4 separate regions of the Mus musculus genome follow, and all the other regions are linked to region 1. The links are chromatin contacts, called in public HiChIP or PLAC-seq maps. All regions are on one chromosome and are shown on one strand. Each heading gives the region's core, a stretch centred on a gene start, on an enhancer-like site or on the middle of the called end of the contact. The rest is flanking DNA. Distances are from core to core; before and after follow the strand shown. Region 1 has its middle 51 kb from the start of Otud4. Region 2 overlaps Zfp827 (zinc finger protein 827). Region 3 has its middle 8.4 kb from the start of 1700011L22Rik. Region 4 overlaps Zfp827 (zinc finger protein 827).

Region 1 (4,412 bases), core at 583-3,082:
CGTGTGTGTGTGTGTGTGTGTGTTTGTGTGTGTGTGTGTGTGTGTGGTGTGTGTGTGTGTGTGTGTGTGTGTGGTGTGTTTGTGTGTGTGTATGTGTGTGTGTATGTGGTGTGTGTGTGTGTGTGTGTGTGTGGTGTGTGTGTGTGTGTGTGTGTGTGTGTGTGTGTGTAAAATTATGAATTTGCTTGCATTGTTGAACATATTACCTATGGTGACAGGAAGCCAGCAAACAACGCTAAACTGGTCCTTTACATCCCATAATCCCTCTCTTGCTTGATAAAGGCTTATTTGGAAAACACTAATGACTTTAACCAAAAATGGATTTATGTTAATTCAAAGGTAGCTGCTTGAAGTCTTTCTGCATGTGCTGATTGCTGCCCTACTAGGTAAAGGAAAAAAAACAAAAACAAACAAACAAACAAAAAAACCCTTGTAGCAATATGCCTGGAAGCAGTTAGACTGATCTGAACTTTGGAGGAAAAAAAAAAAAAAAAAACCTAAAAACTAAACACTTGGGTGCAGTACCCTCACCCACTGGCAGAGGGCTACCACTTCTGGTGTTTCATGGCTCTTCACAAGGAAAGAGCTGACTTCTCTGCAGAACCAGGTTCCCGTTCCCCTGCTATCTGTGCAAGGATAGCATAAAATGGGGACTTCTGTTTTAGGGAGCCATTTGGAAGTTCTAGGGCCCTCTGTGGTTTTGAAATTGTGAAACAAAGAAAGAAAGAAAGACAAATAAATTGTATTTGTCAAAATTTTTCAAGGCAAAGAAGCAACAGAGCTGGGCACTGCTGGAGAACTAGCAAGACTTGGAAGCATATCTTGGACTTACTCTTTGATAAAGACTAATGGTCCTCGAAGTTCCGAAATCCATTCCACTTGGTATGGTCTGTGTTTGTTATCACAGCACAGTCAACATGCTCACCAGCAGCAGCTCTACCCACCTCTCTCCTCTTCAAGCACTGTTTTTGCTGATGGTGTTGGTTTTGAGACAGTTTCATGGCTGACCTTGAAATGACTACATAGCCGAAGGTTAACTTAAACTTCTGATGATCATATCTCTACCTCCCAGGTGCTGGAATTACAGGCCTGTGCTGCCACTTTGTATTTATGAAGATTCTGGAACCTAGCGCTTCCAGCAAGCTGGGCACACATTGCCAACTGACCTACATTTCCAGACCAAAGCCTATTTAGTCTTAAGATTTCAGGTTAAATAAATGGGCTTTTAGAACGCTAGCCCTTTACCACTGAATCTCTGAGAATAGTGAATCTTGCCTCTGCCGCAGTTTTATTTATGTGTTTTTGGTTAGCATTTGAATTCTCCGTTAGACTGTGGGATCACTTCTACCTGCCGATCGATCTGTGTGTCTGTCTGTCTGTCTGTCTTTCTGCTGTATGTATGGTACTGTGCCTGTAGACACCAGAAGATGGTATTGTATCCTCTGGAGCTAGAGTTACAGATGGTTATAAGCCTCTGGGTGTGTGGATGGAACCTGACGCAGATCTCCTGTTAGCTGCTAAGGCATCTCTCGAGAACCAGCCAACCTGTGACTTTCTAGTAAGGAGTAAGTTTGAGTTGATGTCTGGGAGAATAAGATTGTATGAGGAGTCCCTCTCAGTGTGTCCCTCTGGACTGACTATCCTTCTAGCTTCTTTCAACCTGTGGAGACTGAGCTACATAGAATACATAGAGGGCTGCTGCCTATGGATTCCAGCTGGTTCCAGAAATCCACTGGCAGGAGCAAAGCCCGGCCTGCCTTCTGCAGCGCCATAGTACAGCAGCCGTGTGTGTCCCCACCTGCTTTCCTCAGCTTCAGCCCTGGGCAACCCCCAGGTCCCGGTGATTAATCATCCCCAGTAGGACCTTTAGCCCTGGCACTGGCACTGGCTTCACACCATGCCACCAGCTTTTATTTCCTTGCCTTCGACCACATCTTGGTAAACAGTCTCTTACTTCTAATACTTTCAGTGACTGAGTGTATTTCAGTCAGTACCCTGACTAATGTAGACATACTCTCTTTATCGTCTGTCTTAAAATAAAGTGACTTAAAGCTAAGGTTTTCATTGTTCTGGGCCACAGCCCAGTCGCATGGCTTTGTGTAACTCAGATATCACAAAGCATGCTTGGATTACTCCATTCTCTCCCGTTATCAACTTGAAGATCTCCACAAAGCACCAATTCAGAATGCATCAGGCACACACAAAACCCTGGGTTCAATTCTATTACTACATAAACCAGGTGTTCTGATACGTCCAGTGATTCCAGCAACTTGGAGGTGGAGACAGGAGGATCAGACCACCCCAGCCCAGTGCCACAGGGCCCAAGTGGGCAGATCACACTCAAAAGGCCTGCCTAGCTTTACATGGTCTCTGAGTGGGCAGAGCAAGCATGCAATGATCCCTAACCTGGTGCCACACAGATCTGGGAGACAACCCCAGACACCCAAAGACCCTGGTGCCATTAAAATGAACAAGCAAGTGGAAGAAAGATGGAAGAGAAGGAGAAGCAGGAGGATGTGAGCACAATGAAGAGGACTTGGAGGCTCGAGGGTAGTGAGGAACAGCCCTATGTGAGTAGCCTGTGATGCCACCTAAGGCCATGGTGAGGTTCTGGTGTGCTGCCACCTAAGGGCCATGTCTATGCCTGTGGCCCTGTAGTAGTGGGGATCTATTACTACCAAAGGCCAGGCAGATGTCCCTGTCTGCACTGCCACCTGAGGACATGTTAATGTCTGAGGGCTATGTAGAACTTGCTCTACCCTTCACCTAAGCATCATGGGAGAGCTGGCCCCAATGTTCATCAACTGCAGCACTCAAAAGAGGGGCCCTGAACCTTGCCCAGGAAATATAGTAGACTGGCCCTGGTTGTAGGGGTCGTGGGTAAGGCTCCTGCCCAGGGTTAGTGCAGGAGAGCTGGCCCAGCCCCTCACCAGCTACAGCATGCATCAGTGGGAAGAATGTCCCAAACCTCCACTGGGTGACACAATGGAGCTGGCTCTGGTGGCATGGGTGTTGATGAACCAGCCCCAAGGCATAGAGAGCTAGCCATGCATGCCTCTTGTCGCTGCAGCATGGGTGAGCTAGCCAGGGCAGTGCTGGAGAGCTCGCCCTGGTGCTGTGGGTGTGAGAGAACCAGTGTGCTGACTAACCCAGGCACCACCCAGGCCCACCTCAACATCTACCTCATCTATGAACTACTAAAGCATGTGAAAGGGCCAGTCCTGCAGATCCAAAGCTGCAGGATCTCCATGACACAGGACAACAAAAGGATAACTGAGAGGAGTCCAGTGAGGATCCAGTATTGATGGAGTAACAGAAGCCAGAGGCCTCGCACCAGACCAATGACTCATGGCAAGGAACATTTGCAAGTGAAGATGTGTGGACAGAGGGATACACTGTGGGATACACTGTGTCATACTACAGCTTCCATGATGAGATGTTTTTATGCTTTGTTTTGTCTATTTTTCATTTTTGTCTTTTATTTTCTTTCAGGGGAAGTGGAAATGGCAGAGGGTGGATACAAAGGGATGGGGAGATGAGTGGAATTGGGTAAATGATGTGAAAGTCACAAAGAATTAATTACAAGTTAAATTAGAGAAAAAATAACTTGAAGATGACTGGGGAGCTCGAGGCACACCTAGGCCACATGGAACACACCCTCCCTCCCCCCAAACAAAAGCATCATGACTGGTGATGATTTTTAAAATGTTTACCTGGGCATTCTAAAAAAAAAAAAAACCACACACACACAAAAACAAAAGACCCAGTTCTATTACCCAAATGACCCATTTTAAATCTGTCCTAATGATCTTGTGCTGCTATAACAAAGCACCACACAGTCTGGATGGCTGAGGAATGGTAGAAATTTATCCTTCACGGTTTTGGAGAGTGCATGGAATTCCAACATCAGAAATGTGGCAAATTCATTCAGAGACCAGGGAGGCCACATCCTGTCTCACACTGAAGCCTTAAACACAGCACCTTCCCTAATGAAAGGCCAAAGGGTAGGGATTCTGTGGCCTTTTATACAGTCTCTGATCCTATTCATGACCTAACCTCCTACTCAAATGCCCAGATGGAAATGACACTGAATTGGGAGTTATGTGTCAACAGAAATTTTGGAGGACATGCACACAGTAGGAGCTTTCCAAAGCTCCTTCTTCCCAAGGAAGACTTCTCACCTCTGAGCTCTCTGAAGACATATACTCACCCACTCTTACATACATACACACACTCACACAACACATACACACTCATATGCTCACATTCACACTCTCACACTCACATACATTCACACACACACACTCATACACTCACTCTCACGTAGATTCACATAGGTTCACACACTCTCACATAGATTCTCATAGACTCATACACACTCTTACACACACACTCACATGCTCTCATACACA
Region 2 (4,371 bases), core at 875-3,374, 430 kb before region 1:
AGTCTCAAGTATATATTGTTGTTGCTTTGGATTACTTTTGTGTGGCGGCTGCTATGACCCATCCAACCCCCACTAAAGTACGGAAACTGGAGATCTGCTCTGAACTGAAGCTAATGCTGAATTGTACTGGGTGGGGAATTGTGCTGGTGACCCACCCTGTGAACGCCAGCCTCTTACCTCAGAACCACATGGGTAGACATGAAGGGACTGCCAGTGGTGACAGCTGCTTTGACCATTTCAAATGACTGGCCTCATATTTGTCTGTTTCTGACCAAATGCCAGCAATTGCTGGCCTGATCCAGCAAAGTTCTGTAGAGTTAATTGATGCCTGTCTCTGTCTCTGTCTCTGTCCTTCGCTCTAGATTTACTTCTTATTTTGGGGAGTGATGCATCCATGCCACAGCATGCATGTGGAGGTGAGAGGCCGTTGTGAGCCTCACTTCTCTCTTCCATCATGTGGGTCCCAGGGGTCATCACTCACACTGCCAGGCTTGACAGCCATGATCCCCTGACTCATCTCACCAGCCAAGGTCATTCTCTCTTCATTCCTTAGCGAAGACATTGAAAAGTTCCTAGAGAAAAAAAGAGAGAGAGAGAGAGATGCTATTTTGAAGATGTACAAATGGTAGTCAGACTCTTAGTTCCTGTGGTGTGTTGTGGTTTTGATGGGACTGTCCCCCAGAGGCTAGTAGAGGTTTCCAGTTGGTGGCAGTGTTTGGGGAAGTTAAGGGTGCAGCCTTACTAGAAGGGATGTCGCTGGGGATGGGCTTTGACATTAGAGCCTCATCTTCATGCCACTTCTGTCTTGTTCTCTGTCTTGTGCTTATAAAAAAGGATGTGAGCTCTCCTAGTCCTCTTCCCAGTCCCACATCTATGCCAGCTGCTGTGCCTGCCCACCGCGAACAATTCTTATCCCTCAGGACCATGAACCCAAACAAACTCTTGCTTCTGTAAGTCGCCTCGCTCATGGTGTTTTCTCACAGCAACGGAAAAACAGCATTTGGTGTTTCAGACTTAGACAGAACGTACCAGACACCTACCCTGTCAGGAGTCCGGCCTCCGCTCTCATGAGCAACTGATTAGGTGTAGCAGGTCTTTAAAGTGGCAAACCCACGTCCATACCATGTAGAGCAAAACCTGTGTTGATGATTCAGATGGTTAAGCTCCTGAAATGTGTTCTTTTCTAACCTTTCACTGCTGTGAATCTGTATGTTACCCGCAAAACACACAGGATAAACGGGGACAGGATGTATTTTCTACAGATATATGAACATACGGTGTTGTGGATGTGAGCTTCATGTGGACAGCCACGCCTCAGTCCACAAACTTTGTCTTGGATTTCTTCTCCAAAAGTTTTTCACAGCAGGTCCAAAGTTAATGCAGTATTCTCAAAATTAACCTGTTAGAGATTGTCACCCCACCCCCACATCATGGTTAGGTCTAAAAATTTCATCCCACCTTCTCCACAATTTCTCAATGTCTCTTGGTATTCACAACATAAAAACTAGTAGGATGACTCCGTATCCATTTAACCTCAAACCCAATGAGGAAGAAACACGGCGACCTGTTATAGTGGTCCCTGTTGGTTTTCTCTCTTTCTTCTTTTTTCTTTGTTCATTTATGTTTTTCAGAACAGGATTTCTCTTGGCTGGCTATCCTAAAACTTGCTCTGTAGACCAGGCTGGCCTCAAACTCAGAGATCCAACGGTTTCTGCCAACATTATTGTGGACATTATATGGATAGACTTGGATCAAAATCTAGGCTAGCTCAAATGGTGAGCATTTTGTGAGTGAGTGAGAGTCCTAACACATTAGAGGCTTCACAGTTTCACTTCCTCCACACAGAAGAAAAACTCCATCCTTATCCTTTCTTTTTGAGCTAATGATGCAGGAAAGACACAGGCCTAGAAGGAACAGGTGGGATTTAGGATCAGCCATGTGGTCCCTTGGGCAAGAAACAGTGGCTTAAAAGGACCTTTCAGTCTGTATCCTGGTGCCTGAGGGGTGGAGTTGTGTGCATAGAAGCCAGTGGAAGGAGGCAGGAAGCAGCCCTGGTCACTCTCCGTGGGCAGCTGACTGTAAGGTCACCCTCCTCGGGCAGCACACGTGGTTAGCAGATCTAGTCTGAATCACGTCTCTGGCCTTTTCAGTTAAACCTGAACTTTGGAAAAAGTCACCTCTGCAAACTTGCTGTGTAACCCGTGGTTACTTGGCTTCTCGCCAGAGCCAGGCTAGCATTTGGGGTATGATGTCATTTAGTGTTCTGTTCTGCTGCGCATGTGATTGCTTTAACAGCTCCATGGATCTAGGGCTGGGGAGACGGCTCAGTTGGTAAAGTGCCTGCTGTGCCGGCATGAGGACCCAAGTTCAAATCCCCAGGACAGAGATAGGTAGGTAGGTACCCAGAGCTTGTGAGCCGTGCAGTCCAGAGACTCTATTGTCTCAAAAAAGATGTGGAGGAGGGGTGAGCATAACCAAAATACATAGAATAAAATACTTAAGAGATTAATAAGAACAGTATTTAAAAATAAGTTGCAGTGGGATTAAGGAAAACACATGACATCAACCTCTCTCCTACACCCATGCATGCACACACACCCACATGAACACATATTCACCCCACACACAAGAGCACACACGTACACACAATACTAAGTGTTGGATACTGACGAGTCACGGCGCCCTGCCACTAGCCTTTACAGGTGTTGGCTCTACAGTGGCTTTTAAAAGTATGAAATGAGATGGGATATCTGTAGGACGTTAACTTGACACCGTCTCCTGTAAAGATTAGAATGTTCACAGTCTCAACCCAGGAGTCACCAACAGGACCTAGAAACAAGTGCATCTGTTGCAAAAGCAGCCACACATTCCCACTGAAATTAGAACATGGCAGTGATCCAATTCCACAAGTATTTGTGAGTTTCTGCATTAATATTAGATGCAAAAATCTGTGTTCAAGTGCCACTAAGGTTACAAATGTGCACATGCCCAAACTGGAAAATAAGATTACCATAGTGCTGTTACCTGTCCCCTGTTAGTCCATGACCCATAGTGCACTCAACAGTTTGAAGGCTGATATGCTATGCACAGCTCTTACTATGCGGTGTGATTAATCTGAACTTCAGCCTCTTGAGAAGCAGGCATTGGGGGATGGGAAGTCCTAGATAAGTGGTTTCACCATGTGACGTCAGTTGGGAAATTAGCTTTTACATCCCATAAATTGTCTGTGAACTAGAGAATAATATTCTTTTTCCAATTGCTCCCTAGTCCTTAGAAGATGAGACAGAGGTTCTATTGAGATAAAGTCTCGAAAGGACGCTGAACCTTTGTTACCAAAGGTAAAGCACTTGTGTTACAGTGCAGAAAGGTAGCCACTTCTCAGCTCACTTGTAGAAAAATCACTTACATTCATTTACATATCATGAATCAATGCCTCTTTCTCTCTTGCCTGCAGCCAGATTTTTTTTTCAGATCACAAGTGTTTATTGTCCTCTAGTATCTATATAAAAGAAGAAAGGATAGAGACAAAAAGTAGTTAAAATATGTAAGAATAATACAAGCAGAGTGCCTGACTAGTGTGTTGCATCTGGGAGGTGAGGTGCAGCCCAGTTGATAGTGGCAAGTTGCCAAGCATGCATGAAGCCCTGATGCCATCTGCAGCACCACGGATCAGGCATAATGGTGTAGCCTTTAACCCAGTACTGAGGAGGCAGGAGGCTCAGAAGCTCAAGGGAGTCCTCATCTGTTTCATAGCAAATTCAGGAACATGATAGGCTACATAAAAACCCTGTCAAAGATTAATACATTATGTTTTCCTCATAGAGAGAAAGCATCCAATTATTTGATTTTTCTAATGTCTTATTTGGTAAACAAACTACTGGTTGCATTGAATTTTTTGTGTAAGGAGCAGCCCAGCCTGGTGTTGAACTTCCAGTACTCCCGTCCCCCAGGTCTGTGGAAGCGCGCATACATGTGCACAGGTATATGTCTGGGAGTCAAAGGTTGATGCTGGGCATCTTCTTCAATCACTTTCTACTTGTTTACTGAGGTCTCTTGTGAGCCCCGTGCTCCCTGAGTCTCTGAGTCTGGCTAGCTTGTCCTAGGGACCCCATGTCTCCACTTCCTCAGTGCGTACCCCATACCCGCTAATTGTTATAGGCACTCCTTACCATACTCAGCTGCCTCAAAGATTTTTTTGCGATTTTATTTGGTTTCCTTTTCAATTTGAGAATTGAAATTGGAAGATGATGCTTTTCAAAAAAGATACGCACTTCTCATTTGGCTTAGCAGCTTTGGACTTGAACTGTAGATTATGTGTTACTTAAAAATATCCCAGGCTGTTGGGTATTTACATTTCTGGCACATGAGCCA
Region 3 (4,709 bases), core at 372-2,871, 330 kb before region 1:
CACAGGAGTGAATGGGAATAAAGAGGGTAAAGTGCTAAGGAACAGGGTGGGGGTGGGGGACGTGACTGAAAAAAATTAGAAAAAGAAAGGGAGAGCTTTACTTTCTTTTTACTTTGCTTTATTAAACTTTATTTTTAGTTATATTTACTGCTTTAAAAAATGAAACAGTTCATACATGGTACATAAGCTATGATTCCATTGTTTAAATAAAAAGTATATGTGCATATTTATGATTGGGAGGAAAAGGCAGAAGGACAGACAGGAGTAAATACTTGCTGCTGAGCAGAAGACACACACGGTTTTTGTATTCTTCAAGGATTAGGAGCTGAAGAGCTGGCTTTGTTGGTAAAGTGCTTGCCATGCAAATATGAAGACAGACGTTTATGCCCCTGACACCCACATTAAAAGTTGCATGTGGCAGCACATACCTGGAATCCCAGCACTGCAATCAGAGGCAAAAGGATTCCTGAGGCGTGCTGGGCAGCAGCCTAGCCAAGCTGACCATCCTGGGTTCAGCCAGAGACTCTGTTTCAAAAGGTGGAGAATGATTGAGGAAAATCCTTGATGTTAACCTCTGACCCCAGGTAGGTAAAACTCTGTGTGTGTGTGTGTGTGTGTGTGTGTTGGAGGATGCCTGTGGGGGCCAGGAAAGTTGTTGAATCCCTCTGAAGCTGGTGTAATAGGTAGTTGTAAGCCTCTTGGGAAGTGGGTGCTTAGAACCAACTCTAGGTCCTCTGCAAGAGCAGCAGGTATCTTAAACCACATCTCTCTGAAAGGTACTAACTAATGTATTGGATTCTTGGTGTAGAGATGTTGAGTGTCTGGCATATCTCTAACCAGAAATGCCATTTCTAGAAAGAAGGAGGCTGGTAACTTTATGAAGAAGACCATGAACAATATGCAAGTTTCTGCTCACGCTGCCTGTCAACCTGGGTATCTGGCATAATAAAGAGCATGCACAACTCTTTAACAAGAAAACAAGAACCCAGTGGTTAGGACTTGAATAGAAACATTTCTAAAGATGCTCAGATGGCAATAAACATGAGAGAGTATGCTTGCTCCCTAATTGTCAGGGAAGTGTCAATCAAAACTGAGGGCATGAGCTGGCCCTGACACTTATCTACAGTGTGGTGGCATCGGTGACCTGTCCCTTGTTGGCTGTGGCATTAGGTGAGTCAGTTGGAGCACATCACAGCACTTGGGAGACAGAGGCAGGTGGATCTCTGTGAGTTCAAGCAGCCTGTTTACATAGTGAGTTCCAGGACAGCCAGGATTATGTAGAGAGACCCTATATGAAAACAACAACCAATAACTCGTAGTGAGACAGCAGCTTAAACCCTGCAGATGAGCCATCTTGAAAGCAGAAACCAATGGTCTATTTACATTGTGTACATTGGAGTCTGAGAGTCCTGTTAAGGACAGTCAAAATTGTGTGTTTGCCACACAGTACAATCAGAGAAATTTCTCAAAAGAGTTTAAAATTGAGCCCGCCAAACAATCCAGCAATCCCACTTCTGGGAATATAGCCAAAATAACTGAAAGCAGGATTTCACAGAAGGATGTGAGCATCCCACACTGACTCACGATTGCAGCGTTACTCATAATAGCCAACGGAAAATAAAAATAAATAAACAAAATAAAACAAACACGCCTTGCTGTGGAAGCTGCAGTGGGTCCCAGTGCATTTACTCTAAGGTGCACCCTTCTGTCCACACATCTTCACTTGCAAATGTTCACCGCAATGAGTCACTGGTCTGGTTCGAGGCCTCTGGCTTCTGCTACTCTATCAGTATTGGATCCTCACCAGGACTCCTCTCAGATCTCCTGTTGATGCCCTGTGTCATGGAGATTCTGTGACTTCAGATCTGCAGGACCAGCCCTTTCACACAGTCCAGCAGTTTCAGATGAGGTAGATACTGGGGTGGGCTAACTCAAAGCCCTGGGTCTGGGCCTGAATGGTAGCTGAGTTGCTCAGCCCACTAACTCTTTTGCACCCAAATCATCAGGCTGAGTTCTCCATCACGGCTCCAACTGACTCACCTAATGCCACAGCCAACAAGGGACAGGTCACCGATGCCACCACACTGTAGATAAGTGTCAGGGCCAGCTCATGCCCTCAGGGCCAGCTCACCCACACCTTCATCGTCAGGGCCAAATCTACTGTGCTGCCCAAGTGAGGTGCAGGGCCAGCTCTCTCTATTGCTGCACCCAGTGAAGAGCCAGCCAAAGTGACTCTTTTATAAGGAACCAATTGGTGTAACAAGCCAGAGCCTTCATAGCCTGATAACCCTTAAAATGTTTCACCTCTCTTTACAAGTTTCCAACTTCAGGATGGTGCAAAAGTTCCCACACCACCATTCTGCTCTTCAGGTTCAGTGTTCAACGAACTGTAGGATTTTAAATGACTTTGTTCAAAAATGGGCTTTCTGCTAGGTGAGTCCTGGGGATGAAACTCAGGTCACCAGGTTTGCACAGTAAGCACCTTAACCTGCCGAGCCCCAAAGGGAAGTTGTTAGTGAAGACTCTGCAACACAGCAGTCAGACCATGCAAGTCAGTGCCATATACCAGTCTCTGGCAAGATGGATTTAAAAAACGAGCAAGGAATGAATGAACATGAGGTCCTTTAGGATCCTTACAGAGTCAACACTCACATTAAAGCGTTTCATTCATTCATTCATTCATTCATTCGTTCATTCAGCATTGCAGGGCTGGGATCAAACCCAGCTGTGTTTCTGTGAGGAAAGTGATCTAGCAGGGGCCATGTTCATGTTGTGTTCAGTTTCCCAGGGATGCCCAACATCTAGCAGGCTGTGGAGCTACTCCACAGTTCCACCTGAGTCAGTATTCACACATTTGCATTCAGTGTCACTGTCTTTTCTGTATTACCACACATTAGTCCTGTAAAGTAATGGGGTTGTCATAACGGTTTTGTACATGCATACAATGCACTTTGGTCACACTCACACAAGCCCACCACCTTCTCTTATCCCCCAACCACCACCACTTTCCCCTCTCCATTCTCTAACAGCCCTGCTCTTTACTCCATCTTCTTTTTTCCCACCTCAAGTTCTCACAGTGAGAGATGTGTGTGCTCGTATTTGTGAGACTGGCTCAACACAAAGATACACAGGTCCATCCATTTTTCTGAAAAAAAAAAATGCTTTTATTTATGGCTCAGTAAAATTCCATAGTGTGCACACCTCACATACTGGTTGTGTGCTGTGGCAGTTGTAAGCAACTCGCTGATGCGAGGTGGCTGTGTTAATAGTGTTAATCCTGGGCACATAAAAGGTAGGCCAGGCTAAGCCGTGATTCTTGGTGGTTTAACTATATCAAAAGCATCTGACTTCCTGCTGTGGTTCGGATGAGTATCCCCTGAAGGTCCTATGTAACAGCTGTATGTGCAGGGTGGTGATATAGGGAAATGCTGTGGACCATTGAAGAAGTGACACCTTAGATCATTGGGCCATAGCCTTGATAAACGATGTGGCACTCAGTCTCTCACTTTGCCTCCTGCCTTGGAATTTGACTGCTCCAACATGTGCTCCCAAGGCTGTTATCTGCTGCCTTTGCCAGCACCAGGCAGATATGAGCACCTTGCCTCTGAACCTCCAAAACTGGAAACAAAATAAACACATTTTCTTCTGTTAGTTACATCAGGTATTTTGCTCTAGTAACTCTTAGTTGAGTAGAAAACTTAATATTTTCAACATATAATGATTTAATTTGGATATGATCTGAAAGTAAGTAAAAGAGCATCACACGTACTGGTACAATGACAATTAAATTCCTAGCACAAGCTGTTTGGGGGTCATAGTCAAACCGTAGTAATGAATCATTCAGGATCAGAGTAGTTCTGGAAACCTGTGTGTGGTGGTTTGAACGTGCTTAGCCCATGGAAAACGGCACTATTAGGTGTGGCCTTCTTGGAATAGCTGCTGCCTTATTTGAGGGAGTATTTCACTGTGGGGATGGGCTTTTAGAGCCTCTTTCTAATAGTGTCTTCCCCGTAAGTTTGGATCAAGATATAGAACTCTCAGCACTTCCAGTACCATGTCTGGACTCTTCCATGTCTACCATGATGATAATGGACTGAACCTCTAACACTGTAAGCTAGCCTTAATTAAATGTTATTCCTTGTAAGAGTTGCTTTGGTGAAAGGGGATAACATTTGAAATGTAAATAAAGAAAATATCTAATTAAAAAAAAAAAAGGAGTTGCCTTGGTCATGGTGTTTCTTCACAGCAATAAAACCCCAACCCCCAACTAAGACACCATGGCATAACAGTCTGTATATTGTTAACAATATGTAGTTGCATACTTGGAAATTGTTGGGAATGTGCTGTGCTGTGTGTGTGTATGTGTGTGTGTGTGTGTGTGTGTGTGTGTGTCAAACTGGTTACTAGGTAATACATTTATCTTAACAAATTGTTTCTAATCCATGGGTATTAGTTTCTTTTCTGCTGCTATGATAAAATAATATGCCAAAAAAATGAATTTATGGGGAAGACAGCTTGCTTTGGCTTAGGGTTCCAGAGGAATACAGTCTGTCATGGTAGGGAGGAAGGCGGGCGGGGGGGGGGGGCTGCTATGTAGAGGGGCTGTGGCGGGTGGGGGGGGGGTGGAGGATGTGGCACGGGTTGGAGAATGTGTCGGGGAAGATGTAGAGACATGCAGTCAGGGAAGTCATGTTGGCAGGTGTGGGAAA
Region 4 (4,879 bases), core at 1,103-3,602, 490 kb before region 1:
AGAAGACGACAGATAGTGTTATCGTAACAACAGTGCCTGGGACGTACTTTGCTTCGTTTCTGTTTTGACCTGAAGAATGGCGAAGGAAAAGGATTTTCTTTCTCTCTTTTCTTACTAACTTTCTTATGTAGGTTTCCAGTGAGTTAACAAGAAGCAGCTAGTCAGTGATTTGGGCTGTCTCTTGTTTCCATGTTTAAAGTAGCTCAGGCTCATTCTGTAAGGCTGAATGGTTGGCCCAGGCACACATCACACGAGTCGTTCCTATGTGGAGACGCCTGCATAGGCTGGGTGCTTACCAAGTGCACACTTAGTGTTCCTGGAAGGGGGGGGGGGGAACACACGTGAGTTAGAACCAAGCTAAACCTTCCCCAGCCTCTGTATTGGGAGGCTCTTGAGTTCTCTTCTTTACTGTGGTTCCGATTCCCTTTCCAGTTGTTAGTTATGCAGGTCAGTGCCTGACAGCTGAACCTAGTAAATTAATTACCATAAAGGAAGCAGCCCACTATGATGAAATAACTGGATGTCTGTGACTACCTATTACGTGACACTTAGCAGTGGACCCTTGTATATCTAGTGGTAAGGAAGGGCCTGTTGACAGACGTGTCTGATGTCTGTCCTGTTACTCTGTCAGACTGCTGTGAGGCAGCAGACTGTCCAGAAATGAGTCTTTGGGTAGACAGGACAAGGAAGGACAGGAACCAAGAAGAGACAGCAACATGCACAGCACTCCAGACTTGGAGGAACAAGTCTACGGACTGCTTTATTCCAGCACTGGTTGGAAGTGTGTGTGCTTAGGTCTTCAAACTGGTTTCCACTCCTTTCTGGTAGAGGCTCAGTGGAACCTAGCCCCAATTTGCAGACCACTAGGACATGGGAGACTCACATTCCGAGGTCTGCTCTGGGTTTTTGGGTGAAGACCCTGTACCTCTGCAGGAGCGACTGGCAGCCTGTTTTGAGACTCCTTCCTAGTGACCTGGACAGCTAAGGCTTTATAAATAGCCCAGTGTGCAGGGAAAATGGCTAGGGGAATGAGTTTGGTCCATCGGAAGAGATGAAGCTGATGTGAAACAAAGCTCTGTTAAATGTCTTCATTTCTTTTAGAAAAAGAACCAATTCTTCCATGATGAGTCCTGTCATTTATTATGAGATGACAGTATCTAGCACCATCACTTTTGAAGAAGGGCATCTCTTACGTGTGTGACACGTAAGGTCACGGTGCTTCTGAGCTTCCCAGAATACCTCTTGCTAGTGCCCATTGCAGTTATATTTTGGAATTATTTCTGGATATGTTTTTAGAGAAAATCTCCCTACACCACTCCAAACAGCATCAAACACCATGTTGTAGGCTTCTTTGTTCTGAAGAATTTCTTGAGATAAATGAGAAATTTCAGCAAAATTATTTTTCAGGCTGAAACTTTTTTTCTGGTATGTGCTATTTTTCCCCCCTTTGGAAAGGGGTGGTACTTTTTTGTAAACTTTTATTTAGTCTTTGTGAGATGTTCATGCATGAGTACACTGTATTTCCATGTAACCACGTTGAGCAGCATGTCTTTAGTCAGTCAACTGTCCTCCACTCTTAACAAATACATGCCGTAATCAGTTTACAAAGGAAAGCGTTTGTTTTGGCTCCGAGTTGGAGATTCTAGTCAGTGAGTAATAAGTCCCATTGTGTGGGCTGCGGCGAGCCAGCAGCATGCTGTGGCGAGAGTGTTCCGACGGAGCATGGTCAGAAGGAAAAGAGAGGAAAAAGAGCCCAGGGTCTCACAGTCACCTTGGAGGGCACGCCCCAATGACCTGAAGACTTCCTCTAGTTCCCACCTGCCTAAGGCACGCCCATCCCTTCTGTGCCACTTGGGGATCAGCCTTTAAGACACGGGTGTTGGAGGCACTTGTAAGATAGAAGCTAGAGCATAATGCGGGGCACCAGTAATAATCTGTAAGAAGGAAAGTTATTCTTTACTTTATCACCACAAAACTTGCCTTCATCAGACTGACAAGATGCTAAATTGAGTAATGGAAAAGATGTGAGACCTGTAAAACATTTTTAAAGATTATTATTATTACTATTATTATTATTTACACAGAGTCCCTACATAGCCCTGGCTGTCCTGGAATTCACTATGTGGTCCAGGCTAGCTTTGAACTTATATAGATCCACCATCCTCTGTCTACTTAGTGCTGGGAGTAGAGGCGTGCCCCACCTCACCCAGTCCTAAAACATTTTAAACCTAAATTTACATTGTTCTTACGCTTCTCCTTGCCTGCAAACTATGGCTAAGCGTATACTAGCAGATTTGTGTGAAGTGGTTAAGGATTGGGCTTGCCAGATGCTGGGGACCTTGACTGCAGAGGCAGAGCGCTCATGTTCCATCCCAGAGGGCTGCAGATTGGAGGGAGACAACCCAAGGGTTGACCTCTGACCCTACACATGTGCAGTGGCAGAGGCACACACACACACACACACAAATAAGTAAATGTAAAAATACTGTTAAGTAATTTGGAGCTATTAATAGGAAGGTATTTTGTCTATTTGTTTTATTAATTCTTTCTACTCTCCACATTCTCAAACTCACGCTGCTGTCGTATCTGACAATATAAAAACAGCGGCACGATCAGACTAAAATTGGAAACTACTTTTTCTTTGCATATTTCTGAACACATGGAAAGGTTTATTGAATGTGCATTGCACTGCAGATATAAATACTTCAGGTTGTGCTTTACAAAGGATTCCAGATTTTTTTTTAATGCTATCTCAATGAAAGAAAGAAAGAAAGAAAGAAAGAAAGGAAGGAAGGAAGGAAGGAAGGAAGGAAGGAAGGAAGGAAGGAAGGAAGGAAGGAAGAAAGAATTTTTCCTGAGCCAGGTTTTCTCTCTGGAGACAGAGACAAGATGCGGAAGGATCCCAAGTTTTTGGACAGCCTGAGCTCCCCTGAAGGCTGGGGACATGGCTGCTTCAGTGAGCTGGGGGGGGGGGTGTCATGATTCTGATGCACAGCAGGGTGTTTTGGTGTGCACCTGGTATCCAAGCACTGGGGAGAGGGGGTGGAGACAAGTGGCTCTCTGAGGCTCAGCGACCGGCCATTGGTCACTGTCCCACCTCCACTGCCCCAGCCTCTGCAACCACTGACTAATCTATGGTCGGTTTTAGTAGAGTTGCTTACTGGGGACTCTTTGTATGCATGAACTCATGCTTACGTGGCCCATCTGTCATGCTGTAAAATTGGTTCTTGTTGTTAAATAGCATGTTATTTATTTTGGGAGTGGGGAGCTCTGCTGTGCAGGTCAGAAGACGGCCGGTGGGAGTTGTTTCTCTCCACCAAGTGAGCCCAAGGATTGAACTCAGGTTGCGGTGCTTGATAGCAGGCATCTTTACCTGTTGGCCTATCTCATTGCCTCCTAGGTATCCGTCCTGTATTCTTATTCTACGGCTGAATGCTGCCAATTGTATGGCTACATTGTATTTTCTTTATTTTTTTACTGGAGACATGGTCTGTGTTCCAGTCTTTGTTACTATGGACATTCCTGTACAGGTTTCTGTGTGGACGTATGGTTTAGATCCCTAGGCACCTTGTAGTTGGTGAGCTGAATGGAACTCCCTTTAACATTTTGAAGAGCTCCTAAGAGTTTTTTCCAAGGCAGCAACAGTATTCTGCATCCCCTCTGCATAGCCTTCTGAAAACTCGTTGCCATCCGTCTTATCAGAACCACCTTGACGGCACAACCTAGCAATGTCACTGTGGGTTAGATTTGTCAATCCAGTGAAGGGTGGCACCTCGTGGAGTGAGTTGCAGATGCTACTTAACACTTGAACGTCTTAGATTTGTCAATCCAGTGAAGGGTGGCACCTCGTGGAGTGAGTTGCAGATGCTACTTAACACTTGCACGTCTTTGAAGAAACATCCATTCGAGTTCTTTGTCCAGTCTTTACATGGGTTACCTTTTAAAGAAATAATTGGCTTGTGAAAGCTTCTCATGTTCTGGACGTAAGCCATCCCGGAGAGATGAGATTTCTTTCTTATTTTGCCGGGTTTGCGTGATTTGCAACACGAAAGTGTTACAGTTGATAGAGTCCGGTTCAGTTTTTGTTCTTTTTGTTGCTTATGAGCATCTTTATATTCCTTGTAATTCTAAAAATTAAGTAAATGCTGACTTATTTAATACTAAAAGGAACACCCAGCTTCACTTATATTATCAAAGCACATTTGATTTAAGCCTCTGAGGTCTAATTTATTGAATTCTGCCTATCCAGTTAGGTTGACTGCTCTCTCTCTCTCTCTTAGTCTTTTTTTTTTTTATGTAGGGTGATGACCAATTATTTTTGCATGTCAGCTTTCTAAGTGATTTCTAATGGATGCACCCAGCAGTGGGTTTGTAACTAATGCCTGGGACGCGTTTCTCACTGCCGTGTCCACTTTTTCCCCCATTCATTAATTTATTTATTCACTTTACATCCTCAATTGCAGCCCCTCCCTCTTTTCCCACTTCGATCCTCACAAGCTCTCTTCACCGATTATCCCCTCCCCTTGCCTTCAGAGAAAGGGAAGCCCCCCACGGGTACCGTTCCACCTTAGCACATCAAGTCGCCTCAGGGCCATGCCCACTTCCTGACCCCACCTCTGTATGTATGTGTGTATGTATGTATGTATGTATGTGTATGTGTGTGTATGTGTGTATGTATGTGTATATGTTTGTGTGTACTTATGTGTATATGTATGTGTGTATGTAGACGTAGATGTATTCATATAGTCCATAATTGGTGACTAATCTAAATAAGAAATTATACTTTTAATAGTAAAAAAGGAGCTACATGAAATATCACATTTACATATTTTTTCTTTTATTGGATATTTTCTTTATTTACATTTCAAATGTTATCCCC

Evidence for each region. HiChIP or PLAC-seq counts read pairs in DNA pulled down with a chosen protein or histone mark.
Region 2: a FOXA1 HiChIP or PLAC-seq map of pancreatic cancer cells shows a contact between it and region 1. The contact joins two enhancer-like sites. A contact is called at or near these places in 2 of 115 datasets of contacts at active chromatin or transcription factors (embryonic stem cells and pancreatic cancer cells) and 1 of 9 other capture datasets (embryonic stem cells).
Region 3: a contact with region 1 is called in a FOXA1 HiChIP or PLAC-seq map of pancreatic cancer cells. The contact joins two enhancer-like sites. A contact is called at or near these places in 8 of 39 promoter capture datasets (the 3T3-L1 cell line, the C10 cell line, the HPC-7 cell line and 4 more), 1 of 15 datasets of contacts at CTCF or cohesin (pro-B cells), 3 of 484 Hi-C or Micro-C datasets (embryonic stem cells and nephron progenitors), 2 of 115 datasets of contacts at active chromatin or transcription factors (extraembryonic endoderm stem cells and pancreatic cancer cells) and 1 of 9 other capture datasets (adipose tissue).
Region 4: a contact with region 1 is called in an HNF4G HiChIP or PLAC-seq map of pancreatic cancer cells. The contact joins two enhancer-like sites. A contact is called at or near these places in 1 of 15 datasets of contacts at CTCF or cohesin (the NIH/3T3 cell line), 2 of 484 Hi-C or Micro-C datasets (myocytes and palatal mesenchyme), 3 of 115 datasets of contacts at active chromatin or transcription factors (astrocytes, extraembryonic endoderm stem cells and pancreatic cancer cells) and 1 of 9 other capture datasets (embryonic stem cells).

Annotation. Positions count from the first base shown.
Region 1 is chr8:79,586,914-79,591,325 of GRCm38.p6, forward strand. No RefSeq gene overlaps it. Among named protein-coding and RNA genes, the nearest start is that of Otud4, 51 kb to the right of the region's middle. Within about 2 kb of position 1,833, at least 11 of the 459 cell types and tissues checked have an H3K27ac peak or open chromatin away from gene starts, as enhancers often do. A contact at or near this core is called in pancreatic cancer cells, where this site is marked.
Region 2 is chr8:79,160,892-79,165,262 of GRCm38.p6, forward strand. All of the region lies in intron 8 of Zfp827 (zinc finger protein 827), which reads left to right. Among named protein-coding and RNA genes, the nearest start is that of Gm30271, 39 kb to the right of the region's middle. Within about 2 kb of position 2,125, at least 100 of the 459 cell types and tissues checked have an H3K27ac peak or open chromatin away from gene starts, as enhancers often do. A contact at or near this core is called in pancreatic cancer cells, where this site is marked.
Region 3 is chr8:79,254,655-79,259,363 of GRCm38.p6, forward strand. No RefSeq gene overlaps it. Among named protein-coding and RNA genes, the nearest start is that of 1700011L22Rik, 8.4 kb to the left of the region's middle. Within about 2 kb of position 1,622, at least 26 of the 459 cell types and tissues checked have an H3K27ac peak or open chromatin away from gene starts, as enhancers often do. A contact at or near this core is called in pancreatic cancer cells, where this site is marked.
Region 4 is chr8:79,095,504-79,100,382 of GRCm38.p6, forward strand. All of the region lies in intron 5 of Zfp827 (zinc finger protein 827), which reads left to right. Among named protein-coding and RNA genes, the nearest start is that of Zfp827, 70 kb to the left of the region's middle. Within about 2 kb of position 2,353, at least 43 of the 459 cell types and tissues checked have an H3K27ac peak or open chromatin away from gene starts, as enhancers often do. A contact at or near this core is called in pancreatic cancer cells, where this site is marked.